4 separate regions of the Mus musculus genome follow, and regions 1, 2 and 3 are each linked to region 4. The links are chromatin contacts, called in public HiChIP or PLAC-seq and promoter capture Hi-C maps. All regions are on one chromosome and are shown on one strand. The core of a region is the stretch at or near the end of the contact, and the rest is flanking DNA. Distances in the headings are between cores, read along the strand shown. Region 1 holds the start of Ccnj (cyclin J). Region 2 holds the start of Blnk (B cell linker). Region 3 holds the start of Zfp518a (zinc finger protein 518A). Region 4 holds the start of Pi4k2a (phosphatidylinositol 4-kinase type 2 alpha).

The links. Promoter capture Hi-C pulls out the DNA fragments that hold promoters and counts their contacts. HiChIP or PLAC-seq counts read pairs in DNA pulled down with a chosen protein or histone mark. Capture Hi-C pulls out chosen DNA fragments and counts their contacts.
Region 1: a promoter capture Hi-C map of pancreatic islet shows a contact between it and region 4. The contact joins the promoter of Ccnj here to the promoter of Pi4k2a in region 4. A contact is called at or near these places in 1 of 39 promoter capture datasets (pre-B cells), 1 of 115 datasets of contacts at active chromatin or transcription factors (acute myeloid leukemia) and 1 of 9 other capture datasets (pancreatic islet).
Region 2: a promoter capture Hi-C map of pre-B cells shows a contact between it and region 4, with 4 times the contacts expected there. The contact joins the promoter of Blnk here to the promoter of Pi4k2a in region 4. A contact is called at or near these places in 1 of 39 promoter capture datasets (pre-B cells) and 1 of 484 Hi-C or Micro-C datasets (B cells).
Region 3: a contact with region 4 is called in an HNF4G HiChIP or PLAC-seq map of pancreatic cancer cells. The contact joins the promoter of Zfp518a here to the promoter of Pi4k2a in region 4. A contact is called at or near these places in 4 of 39 promoter capture datasets (liver, pre-B cells and stem cell-derived epiblast-like cells) and 1 of 115 datasets of contacts at active chromatin or transcription factors (pancreatic cancer cells).

What each region holds. Positions count from the first base shown.
Region 1 is chr19:40,829,858-40,832,563 of GRCm38.p6, forward strand. It overlaps Ccnj (cyclin J), which reads left to right and starts at 1,422. Exons shown (of 6, transcript NM_172839.4): 1 at 1,422-1,585; 2 at 2,122-2,231. The coding sequence starts at 2,163.
Region 2 is chr19:40,992,814-40,995,513 of GRCm38.p6, forward strand. Blnk (B cell linker) reads right to left here and starts at 1,408. Exons shown (of 17, transcript NM_008528.5): 1 at 1,199-1,408. The coding sequence starts at 1,245.
Region 3 is chr19:40,893,272-40,896,030 of GRCm38.p6, forward strand. Zfp518a (zinc finger protein 518A) reads left to right here and starts at 1,434. Exons shown (of 5, transcript NM_028319.1): 1 at 1,434-1,519. It overlaps Mir8092 (microRNA 8092), which reads left to right and starts at 1,432; the gene lies at 1,432-1,518.
Region 4 is chr19:42,089,165-42,091,916 of GRCm38.p6, forward strand. It overlaps Pi4k2a (phosphatidylinositol 4-kinase type 2 alpha), which reads left to right and starts at 1,271. Exons shown (of 9, transcript NM_145501.2): 1 at 1,271-1,772. The coding sequence starts at 1,338.

The DNA of each region.
Region 1 (2,706 bases), core at 172-2,671, 1.3 Mb before region 4:
ACTCTAAAGGGATGAAAAAAATAGTAAGACCGAAATTCCTTTTAGGAATGTAGACTCTAGAGAGACCACCAGAGACATACACAGGCATGAACAAGGATGAATACTGGCATCTTATAAAGAGCCATCTAAGTCTAGAATAATACATGATTTCTGAACCGGTCTCTCCCGGCAAACAACGTGTTCAAAGTAGACTGTAGGACAACCTGCTTATTACAGGATCGCATAGGCAATTATAGTCTGTGACCCACTTTTCTGAAAAGGTTCTTAAGAAAGGCCTGGACCCTAAATCATTTGGAAGCCAAAAGCTGCTTAGTAGTCGTGAATTGGAAACTGAGTACTACTTAAATACCATAAATGACATGGAAATTTTAGCCAGATAACGTCCTTTCCCTCTACTAGTAGTCTCTTCCCGAAATGCACCGGGCTAGGCTGGGTTCTGCCAATTTTCACGTGCATGCTTCCAGTTTCTTCCCATCATTTCCTGAACCCCTGCTCTCCCCAGGCATTGTATAACACTGTCACACAGGGGTCTGCAGCAGCCCTTCCGGGATGGATGCAAATACCAGGGTGATAAGCCATGCTCCCGAAGTGTGCACTCATCCTTTTCTGTACTAGCCCTTTGTCACTCTTCCTCTTTCTAAACAAAATATTCAAAGTAAGGGGTGAGGTCTCATGATTTATGTTTAAATATTGAAGGAAGTCGCTTTACAGTCTCTGGAAAATTGAGGGAACCCATCTACTTCTTTTGGGGTGGTCCTCCAGACACTCTCAAATACAACTGATGGGGTTTCTGTTACATTTCCAGCCCCAGCCAATCGCCTCAATTGACGCTGGAGTGTTCCCACCGTTTAGGGTCTCTTCCTTGACCACCACAGATGGTCAATTACATCCATTATGGATCTGACAAGCCAGGTTGCTAAAGATGTCAATTCCAGTCGCAACTCGCGCGAATCGCCGAAGTGAAAGCAACAAGAAGAGCTGAGTTAGAAGAGCTAAAAGGAGTACTGGGTTTAGAGGGGAGACTGGAGCAGAACTCGACAACCAAAGCGCCTTAGGGACTGGTAAGAGCTAAAGCCCATTCGGAAGGCTTAGGGTAGGGGGAGGATCCCGGAGAGCAGCCCCTCGGAAGTGAGACAGCGGGCCAGATCCGCGCTGCCAAGTTTTAATCCCGGGGCTGAGACATCGCATCTTTCTTTGCCAGCACCCGGGACCCATCAAAGATTCTCTGCAGGTGAGCGGCCCTCGGGCGCCGACAGACCGCGGAGGCTGCAGAGCGAGACCGCCCGGCACCGGGCAGGGGCCCGGGAGACGGAGTAGCACCTGGCTCGGCCCGGCCGCCGATTGGACGGCGAGGCGCGACCCCGCTGTATCGCGAGAGCCGATTGGCAGCGCGGGGCGGCCCGTGCCCCGGCGCTGGCTTTGTACGGCGAGCCGCCTGCCGGTCCTTTAACAATGGGCGGCGCGAGCGCCCGGGTGCTGGGCCCTAGCTGAGGCGGGGGCTTCGCGGCCGACGGTCCGCGGCATGAACGCTGCCGGCGCCCCGTGCACGCCGGCCGGGCTGGGGCTCTGAGGGCCGCGGTTCCGGGTAAGAAACCGCGTGGGCCGGGCAGGCCTGCGGGAGCGCAGCGAGGCGAGGGGAAGCGAGGCGCGGAGCACGGCCGCCCGCCCGGCCTTTTGTTTGCCGCTCCGGGTCCGCGCTGCGGCGGGCGCACCGCAGACCCCCAGGGTGGTGGAGCGTGCGGGGCTGTCGGCGCGGACCTGGTGTCGCGCGCTGGTCACTCTCCATTCCGGCGACGTTCTGACAATGTCAGGGCTCCCGCGCCTAAGTGCAGGCGGCTGAGGTCGAACCCAGAACTCGGAGAGCCCGAGGTGGGCCGTCCCGCCCGGAGCTTTCAGAGCTCGCACCTTTCTGCAGTTCTTGCAGCGGGCGATTGCAGACGACTGGGTAGATCAGGCCTTGCTGGCGTTGGAAGATGGCTCGGGGTCGGGTCAGGTGAAGAGGAGCAGCCGCACGGGGTGACCTGAGATCGCATCCCTGGAGGAGGGGGCGCGGAGGATCGCGGGGGGACTGGGGGGGGGGGGAGTTGCTGGCCGTGACCGCGTCTGGGGCGTGTCTTCCAGACTGAAGTTGCGGCGTCTGGCCGGGCGCACCTCCGGCTTCCATGGAGCTGGAGGGGCAGTGGTGGCGAGGACAGCTGGCTGCGGATATTCACCAGGCGCTTCGGTACAAGGTAACTCCCGAGACCCGACTTTCCCCATCCCGGCTCTTGTGCTTCCTGGAAAGGCCAGTCAGGTTCTTTACTCTCTACCTTCCAGGCCAGAGAAGGCGAGTTTGCTCATTTGTCAAAGTTAATTAACTTCTTCCTTCCCTGGGCTGCATCCGAAGAACCTGTAAATGTGGAGAAGACTGGGGCGTGGTAGTTGGGAGAAGGAAGGTGGATGGTGTTCCGATGTTGCCAGGTCGACCATGGGTGTGTGTGTGTGTGTGTGTGTCTGTCTGTCTGTCTGTCTGTGTCTGTGTGTGAGTGAACAGCCCTCCTTGTTTCGTACATGCTGTTGCATGAAGCTGGTGTAAGCCCTGTACATAACTCAGTTCTCCAACCTTTCCCCAAACCTGCTCTGAGACTTCGGACAACTTAATTTTCTCTTTCTCAGTTTCCTCGTCTGTAAAAGGAGAAATAACAACGACAGAACGTCCTTATGGGG
Region 2 (2,700 bases), core at 158-2,657, 1.1 Mb before region 4:
CGTGGCCCCCTTATTATTTCTACGATGTCTGCTCTACCCTTCCCTTCCGTGAGATGCACAGCAGAAGATGGAGGGTGCCTGTGGGACCTTCTAACTTCCATGTTAAAGGCTCTGTGGCTCTCCTGGGTATCCTCTATAAAATGGCTGACCAGCTGATGCTGCCCGCTGGTCTGGACCCCTTAGTACCTCTCAGTCTGCCTCTTACCAAACCCCTCAGAGTGAGAAGACCCATGTGCCACCGTGAAAGACTGTCCTTCTATCAACTCCATGTCTTTTCTTGTCATTTGTCTCAGACTCTCCAGTGCTCCATCCCTTAAGTATGACCTCATGAAAGTCCAAAGTTCTAGCCTGCACATGGAATATAACACACCCTTAAACGTTTGAAAGTTCCAGCCTCTGAGAGTCATCAGCCCCACTTCAGAAGACAATGCTCTTCAAACTCAAAAACTGGGAAGTCATCTTTGCATGGTCTCTTGACGTATGTATGCCTTAGGCCACTGCTGGCTTATTCTTTCTTAGTATATATTTCTTTAAATTGCCAAAGCTGTTTTTTAAAATGGTTATTGTTATTATCAGTATGTGTGTGTGTATGTGTGTGTGAAATGTGTGTGGGCATGATGTGTCAGGGCATGCATGTGCCAGGCTGGCAGTGACTGTGGAGTCCAAGGACAGCTTTGTGGAGTTGCTTCTCTTTCCGTTTTTTATCTGGGTTGTGGGCATGGAACTTAGATCATCAGACCTGCACATTCAGCACTTTATCCAGTGAGCCATCTGACATTCTAAAATAGATAGTCATGAGGGTACTGGAGAGACGCGTAGTTCCCCCAATAAACTTAGGGTGAACACCCACAAAACAAACAAGAGTCAGTAAGCGACAGTGACTACAAACGCTCTTCACACCATGGATGAGCCCCTCCTCAGACTCAGAAAGCTGGCTGTTGCTAGCATGTGGGCCATCAAATTTTCTATCTTCTTGCCTTCCCAGAGCTTCACTCTTTGTCCCATCCCTGGCAAAAACCAGCCAAAGCAGGTTCCTTCACTCCTCCTACACGTTTCTTTAAAAAGCTGATCTACTTCCCTATAGCCATTGCTAACCGATTGGCACTGGTCAAGTATCCCAAGGTTTTGGTGCCTCTGAGCGCTGGAGGAGCCCTAGAGGGCAAAGAAGAGGAATAAGGCTCCGAAGGGAATCTCTTACCTCAGCTTCTGGCTGGCAGGGACAGTTATCTTATTCAGCTTGTCCATTTTCTTGAGAGAGGATGTGTCGCTGTCCAGGGGGGTGTCAGCAGCTCCTGGACTTCCTGGGGAGCAGCATGGTAAGGCTCTGGCCTCAAGAACTCAAGCCACTGGAACTGACTTCTGCGAGCAACCCACAGGCTGCTGGCAAACACCCCTGCACAGGGGAAGTAAAACTCGCTGGAGCGCATCGCCAAGTTTCATGTTTCTACGAGGTCATGTGATCCAGGGAGTCAGCCAGCCTGGCTGATTACTGTGCGTTGTGTAAACTTCGGTAGTGAAACCTTATTGGGCATGCAAATCCCTTCCAGTAGCTCTTTTATGATCAGGTGTGTTGCCAGGTTGGATAAGTTTCTGACTGAGCACTACTTCCTGTTTGTCCCAAACCTTAGGTAGTCCCTGTTTTTAGCAGATGGCCAGAGTCACCCTGCCACTTCTTAGGTACAAGGAAAAGCTGAATAATCAATTATATCTGGATGGCTCTTTGGGGGCTTTCTGCTCATTTGCATTAAGCCATGGGTTAGCCTCTTCTTCTTAAGAACTAAGACATGAAATGGACAGTTCTTGTCACCGAGGTCACAGCAGTGGTCATTTAAAATGTGATAGGTAATTCTTTGTGCAAGGTCAAGGTCACTTAGGGGTGGGGAAAGGCGACCCTATCGTATGCTGTGTGGAGTCAGGAGTTGCCTTGCTGAAAGCTTGCCATTTTCAAATAAAGACAGGATACACTCAAAAGTCAGCTGAGGACAAGCCTAGTGATTTCCCAACACATGACATCAGGCGGATGCCTCCTAACTCCCCTCCATGTCTTCCCCTCTCATCACACCCAGTGCGACATGTCAGGTGTAGGGGTATCCCAAGCACAGTGAAATCCCACACCTGCCTCTGACCCCATCTAGACAGTTCTGCTATACTCCTCGAGACAACAAAACACAAAAAACAAAAAAATGAGAGGGCGTGTTCTTTCTTCCCCTTGGACCTGAACACCCCCACCCCCACTCACCTGGCACATCCTAGTCACCTTTGTGAAAGGAGATTACGTTCTGAACATTATCAAAGGACCATCGACCTGGGTCTAAAGAATGCACGGGGGGTTGGAGGGAGACAGAGTGGAGGGATTTCAGTTATCTCTCCTGTTATAGCTTCAAGGGCCTGGCTGAGGAGAGAGTGGGAAGGAGGACCAGGCCAGAGAAGGGAGGAGAAGAGACAGAGAGCAAACCCGGATTTCTTCCCGCCCCTGCCCACCCCCACCCCCAGGTTCTTTGTTCAAAGAGGAGCTCTTCGGTCCTCCTGGTTCCTTGACTGTTCACGTTCATGCACTATATCTGAATTTGCCATTCTTCAGGATGTCCGAGAGCTGATGCCTCAGAGTGGTTGAAGGGTGAGGTCCCTTTGCAGAAGAGTAGGGCATCAGGAGAGAAATGCAGACACTTGCTTCCCGTAACTGTTGCCTTTCTCTAATCT
Region 3 (2,759 bases), core at 184-2,683, 1.2 Mb before region 4:
TCTTTTCTGGAACAATGAAAATATTGTGTTAAGGAGAAAATCTACCAGCACTCAGGAAACAGAGGCAGGCAGAGCTTTGTAAGCTGGAGGCCAGCCTGGTCTACAAATTGAGTTCCAGGACAGCCAGGGCTCTGTTACACTGTCTCAGGGCCTGTTACCCTGCCCCCCCCCAAAGAAAATCTATTTTGCAAACATCATTATAGATTATAAATATGCCCTTTTGATATTAATAGATTTCACCTTCACTTTTATAGTTATGTTTGTACTTCTTGTGTGAATTTCAGCTTGCCGCTTCTAGGAGGACTGTTGTACAAACCACCCAAAACTAAGGGTTCTCCGTGTGTGTTTTATTCCTTTCTTTTTCTTTTTCTTTTTCTTTTTCTTTTTTTTAATTTAAAGGGTAAAGTCCGTGTGGCACAGGTCAATGCGTTCAAAAGCATATCCTAAGAAAGTGGAAAATTCTTAACAGTTTTAAAATTGGTTTTAAGAAAAATTTGTGCGTGTCAGGAGTTATTTGGGTTACCCCTTGCCCCCACGCATCCCCCCCCCCAAAAAAAAAAACTACGGCCCACAGTTGAAGCCAAAATTCTCAGATTCGATCTTTTATATTTTGCTATATCCCTCCGCCTCGAGTTTTTGACGGCGGCAGTTTCCACAGTGCTTCCACGTGTGTTTTTTGTCCTTTTTTTCTTTTAAGGGAGGTAATTATTTACCAAGTGAGATTAGTAGGCTTCTGAAACGTTCTGAAAGAGAGGAGCCACATTTGGACTTTGTACGACTCTTGTGTGGGGTGGGGAAGGATTCTTTTCTTGGGGGCAAGGATTCCATTTTTGAGTCTGTGAGGGGCGTGCGAGGGTTTTCCTTCGCTGAGAGGACTTCCTTCGCTCAGACGAGTCCTCCGTGCCGTGGGAGGAGGTCGTGTCGCGGCGGGAGAGAAGAGTGTCCCTCACAGGTAGCCTGTGCGTGGGGCTGCTCTGGAGCTCAGGGTTGGCTCCCTTGTGGGCCAGAGCTTTGGGTAGCAGCTTCGTCCAACCACTGGGACGTCAAAGGGATACCACAACTCGCGTGATCCGAGTAAGTACAGGGAACACGCCATTTGCTAAGATGGGGGCTGCCTAAAACCTCTGGGTTGAGGCCATTTCCTGTCAACCAAGGCTTGCCAAGCACACCAGTTCCTGCTTCTGGTGTCTACTTGGGAAAGGACGGTAGCCATTTTCCCCGTTCTTCCCCCCGCAGTAGGATCCCCGCGGCTGGTGAGTAGACGGGGGGCGGTGAGGCGGGACGCAGGGAGGCGCCGTATGACGAGGTCAGCCGTGGACTCAGCGCCATGGCCTACTCTCGGGAGGCTGAGGCGGGGGCCCTTCCGGCCGCCGTTCCCTTCCGCTCGCCTCAGGTGCAGCGCGGATCCCTCCGCCGCAGCGTGCGCTGCCGGCAGCGCGGCGCTCGGCTTTCCGGCAGTACCCGGATGGAGGGGTAATGGCCGCCATCTGGGACTCGCAGGCAATGGGGACCACGGCAGGTATTCCCTGTGTGCGGAGCCGCCAAGACCAGTTAGGATGTCGGGACGCACAGAGAGACGGCAAGGGGCCAAGGGCGAAATCGTGGGGTGCTAGGGTTCCCCCCAAATGGTCTTGGGGGGGATCCGCCTCTTGCGCTAGGAAGCTCATGTTAAATAGTCCCGTCCATTCAGCGCTTCCGGCCAACTTGCCGCAAAGTTTTCTAGAGAAGTCCTTGGTTTCTAACCCGGGGCTCTTGCTAGCTCTTAGGGCTGGTCATTGTCGTCTCGGCTTGGGCTGGTTGTAAGTTTGTCCCTAAGAACTCCCCCACGGTCTCAGAGCCTAGGACTTGGGCGCGCGCGCACGGCGCGGCGACAGTGTACATCCGCGCGCCCGAGGGGCAGCGGAACTCCGGGGAAAGGGGCGGATCGGGCGCGGCGTTTTGGGGGCGATGCGGGGGCGTTTGGCGCGCGAAGCCATCGCTCGTCGGGTTCCGCGCCCGGTGGAGACGGGCTGGGCAGCCCTCAGTCCGCACCCCTCGAGCTGTAGGTTCGCGGGCCCGCCTCGACGGCATCCCTACTATGGGCCCAGTCTATGGCTATTGGGGGTTCTTCCTTGCAGAGACTCCCCGCTCTCTTGGCGCACGCACTGCGCGCCCTCAGAGTTGGGCAAGAAAGTGGTCCTCTTGTAGACTGCCCCCACCACCACCACACCCAGTGGCATATGGATTTCTTTGTCACGGGCTTTTTTTTTTTTTTTCCCCACTTGTAGGGTCCATCTTGAATCTGTTCTTAACATGGTGTCCTCTTTGTTAAGTGGGTAGTATCTTGAGTTAGATGGCTTTGGTAACTCAAAAGTATTGGGTCTGAATGCATAGATGATGTGATTTAACTCTTATCTAGACCAATGGAACAGATGCAACTTCAAAGTTTAGAAAACAAAAGTTAAGGGTCAGTTTTCGCTTCAGGTTTAAATTTGGGTTATTTTAGTTTTTGTAAATTATTTTTTTCAAAAGTCTTGAAAATGGGGAAAGGGGTCAGTTTTTGAGGAATTCATGAGAATGTTGAACTGTCTGTGATTATCTCAGGGATGTAATGTAAAAACAACTCACAGCGTGGTTAATTTGAAAGTCTGGTTTTCTTAAGGCACATTTTACTAATAATAATTGAATTGCTTTTTTTCCCAGCAAAACAGGTCTGATTTGAGTGTGCTCTAAAGTTTGTATGGTCAGAATGAATAGAGAGACTTGCTGAAATTCCCTAA
Region 4 (2,752 bases), core at 21-2,520:
TTTTTGTGGCCCACCTGATATGAGTGCTGGGAACTGGTTCCGGTTCCGGTTCCGGTTCCGGTTCCGGTGTAAGAGCAGCAAGTGCCTTAGCTGTTCCTCCATGCCTGCAGCCTCTGTTCTGTCTCTAGGTTTAGAGTGGATGCGCTCTACATTGCACTCCTGCAAGCTCTGCCCTCTGAAGCTTCCGGATGTCACGTGCCCTCTGCTGGCTCACTAGGCCTTTAGTGTTTAGCTCTGCTTTTCCTCAGCCAAGCAGGGTGTCCTAAATAGGCTTTAGCCTTCTTCCTCCTTCACTTTGGCAATGCTCCCTGTGCATGGTATGCCTTTTCTTCCCTTCTCCCCTTGCAATTCAGCTACTTCCTTTAGCAGCTGGCTCTTGGTACAGACCCTGTATACGGCCTTTTCTCACGTTCTCAAGTCTATGAACTATTGCGAACTTTCAGCTAATATTGTTAGCTTTATATCTGTCTCCGGTGGTGCTTATACAGAGTGAGGACAAAGCTTCTTCCTTTTATTAATGAAAACGAGGACCAACTGTGTCTAGACATTCAGGTGAATAAAGTCACGGACTAATTTATTCTCAAGGGACCAAAGCTTTCCTCAATGATCAGATTTACATAGTATATGAGCAAAGCATACTATGTAAACTGCATGAAGACTGACATTTATTATTTACTTTTGGTTTTTCGAGACAGGGTTTCTCTGTGTAATCTTGGCCGTCCTGGAACTCACTATGGCCGCAAACTCAAAGAAACAGATCTACCTGCCTCTGACTTCCAAGTGCAAGGTTTAAAGGTTTAAAGGCATCCGCCCGGCTGAGGTACTAGGATTTTTTTTTTTTAACTTATTGCGATAGCACAAGTGACCTATGTCATTGTTGTCGTTTCAATTCTTTGTCCATAGCTGGTGCTTAGTGACACAAAAATGACATTTTGCAGTTTCACAGTCAGCTCAGCGTAGCCAGTCAATAAGTTAGCAAGGAAGCAGCTATCGGAAAAGCTTCCGAAGATCTGTCTGCCAATTGGAAGCTGGGGCGGGCTAAGGGCAGAGGGCGTACCTAACCCGGGTTTGTCTCGAGCATGCGCGGTCTCCACAGAAGGTGACGCGAAAGCTAAGGAGGCCGCGATTGCGTAGGCGCAGGTTCTGATTGGCCACTACACAAGCGCGAGGGGCCGTGCCTACGCGTCGCCAAGTAAACAGGACAGGCTAGGGGCGGAGCTACGGAGGCGCGGCTCCCTGGTTGGCCAAGCGGGAGGTGGGGGAGTGCCGCGGATTGGTCACGGCCGCGAGCTCGCTGGTGTGGAGCGCGCCGGGTCCCCGAGCCGGCGGCCTGAGGGATGGACGAGACGAGCCCGCTAGTGTCCCCCGAGCGGGCCCAACCCCCGGAGTACACCTTCCCGTCGGGCTCCGGAGCTCACTTTCCGCAAGTACCGGGGGGCGCGGTCCGCGTGGCGGCGGCGGCCGGCTCCGGCCCGTCACCGCCGTGCTCGCCCGGCCACGACCGGGAGCGGCAGCCCCTGCTGGACCGGGCCCGGGGCGCGGCGGCGCAGGGCCAGACCCACACGGTGGCGGTGCAGGCCCAGGCCCTGGCCGCCCAAGCGGCCGTGGCGGCGCACGCCGTTCAGACCCACCGCGAGCGGAACGACTTCCCGGAGGACCCCGAGTTCGAGGTGGTGGTGCGGCAGGCCGAGGTTGCCATCGAGTGCAGCATCTATCCCGAGCGCATCTACCAGGGCTCCAGTGGAAGCTACTTCGTCAAGGACTCTCAGGGGGTGAGCGCGGGGGTGCGGGCGCAGCGGGGGCGGCGCCCTGGGACCGGGGAAAGGGGGAATCGAAAGGGTGCAGAAAAGAAACTTCAGCGCCAGCCCCCGGCGAGATTGGGGATGCTTCTGGGGACTGGAAGTGGAGAAACCTCGCGGGATGAAGAAATCAATCAGAACCTTTTTGCAGGGGAAGGCGTGAGCGAAAAGAGAAAAGAGGAAATTGACCAGATACGGGGCAGAAAAGTCCTGACCCAAGCTGCTTTCCAGTCGGTCCCTTAGCTTCAAACTACTGGGACAAGTAGCTAGTCATTGCCTCCAGATTCAGGGTTTTAGACCTATTCTCTTTCACCTTTTATTTATTTATTTTAGTTTGGCCCAAAGCTGTGTGTCGACCCATCACGGACTCAGAGGATTTAATTCCCTCTTGTGTTGTGGGGCTGTCTTTGTAGGGATCCCAGGTTTCTTATTAGCAGTCATTGGTGACAGCGTGGGTGGATTCGTCAGTGTCATCTGTCCTGATTATTGCTCACTTCTGGGAAAAGGTTCATATCGTTGCTTATGGTTCCTCAGTGTCAGAGTGTGGAGCTTTAAAAACACGAAACTGTCTCCTGCCCTTTAATTTTTCCTTCAGTTCTATATTAGCAGTTTACTTAGCTAGGGCAGTTTTGCTGACCTTAATTCTGTCGCCTGCTTTTGTACTGGGGGGGTGTGGAAGCAGGATAATGTGGGGCATGAGGTGACTGAGGCAGCGAAGAAGTGACCTTTATCCATTTGAGACTTCATAAGAATTTAAAACTTTGGACACAGATCAGACCAGAGCTATTAGAGGATTAGTAGGTCAAGATATGTCAGCTCTTTCTTGTTGATGTTGTCAGATGTGCCAAATGGTTCATTTTAAAAATTTACTATTTTTATATGTATTAAAATTATGGGTGTTAAAGTTGTATCAAAATTCCCTCCCTTCCCTCTCCATATATCGCCCCCCCCCC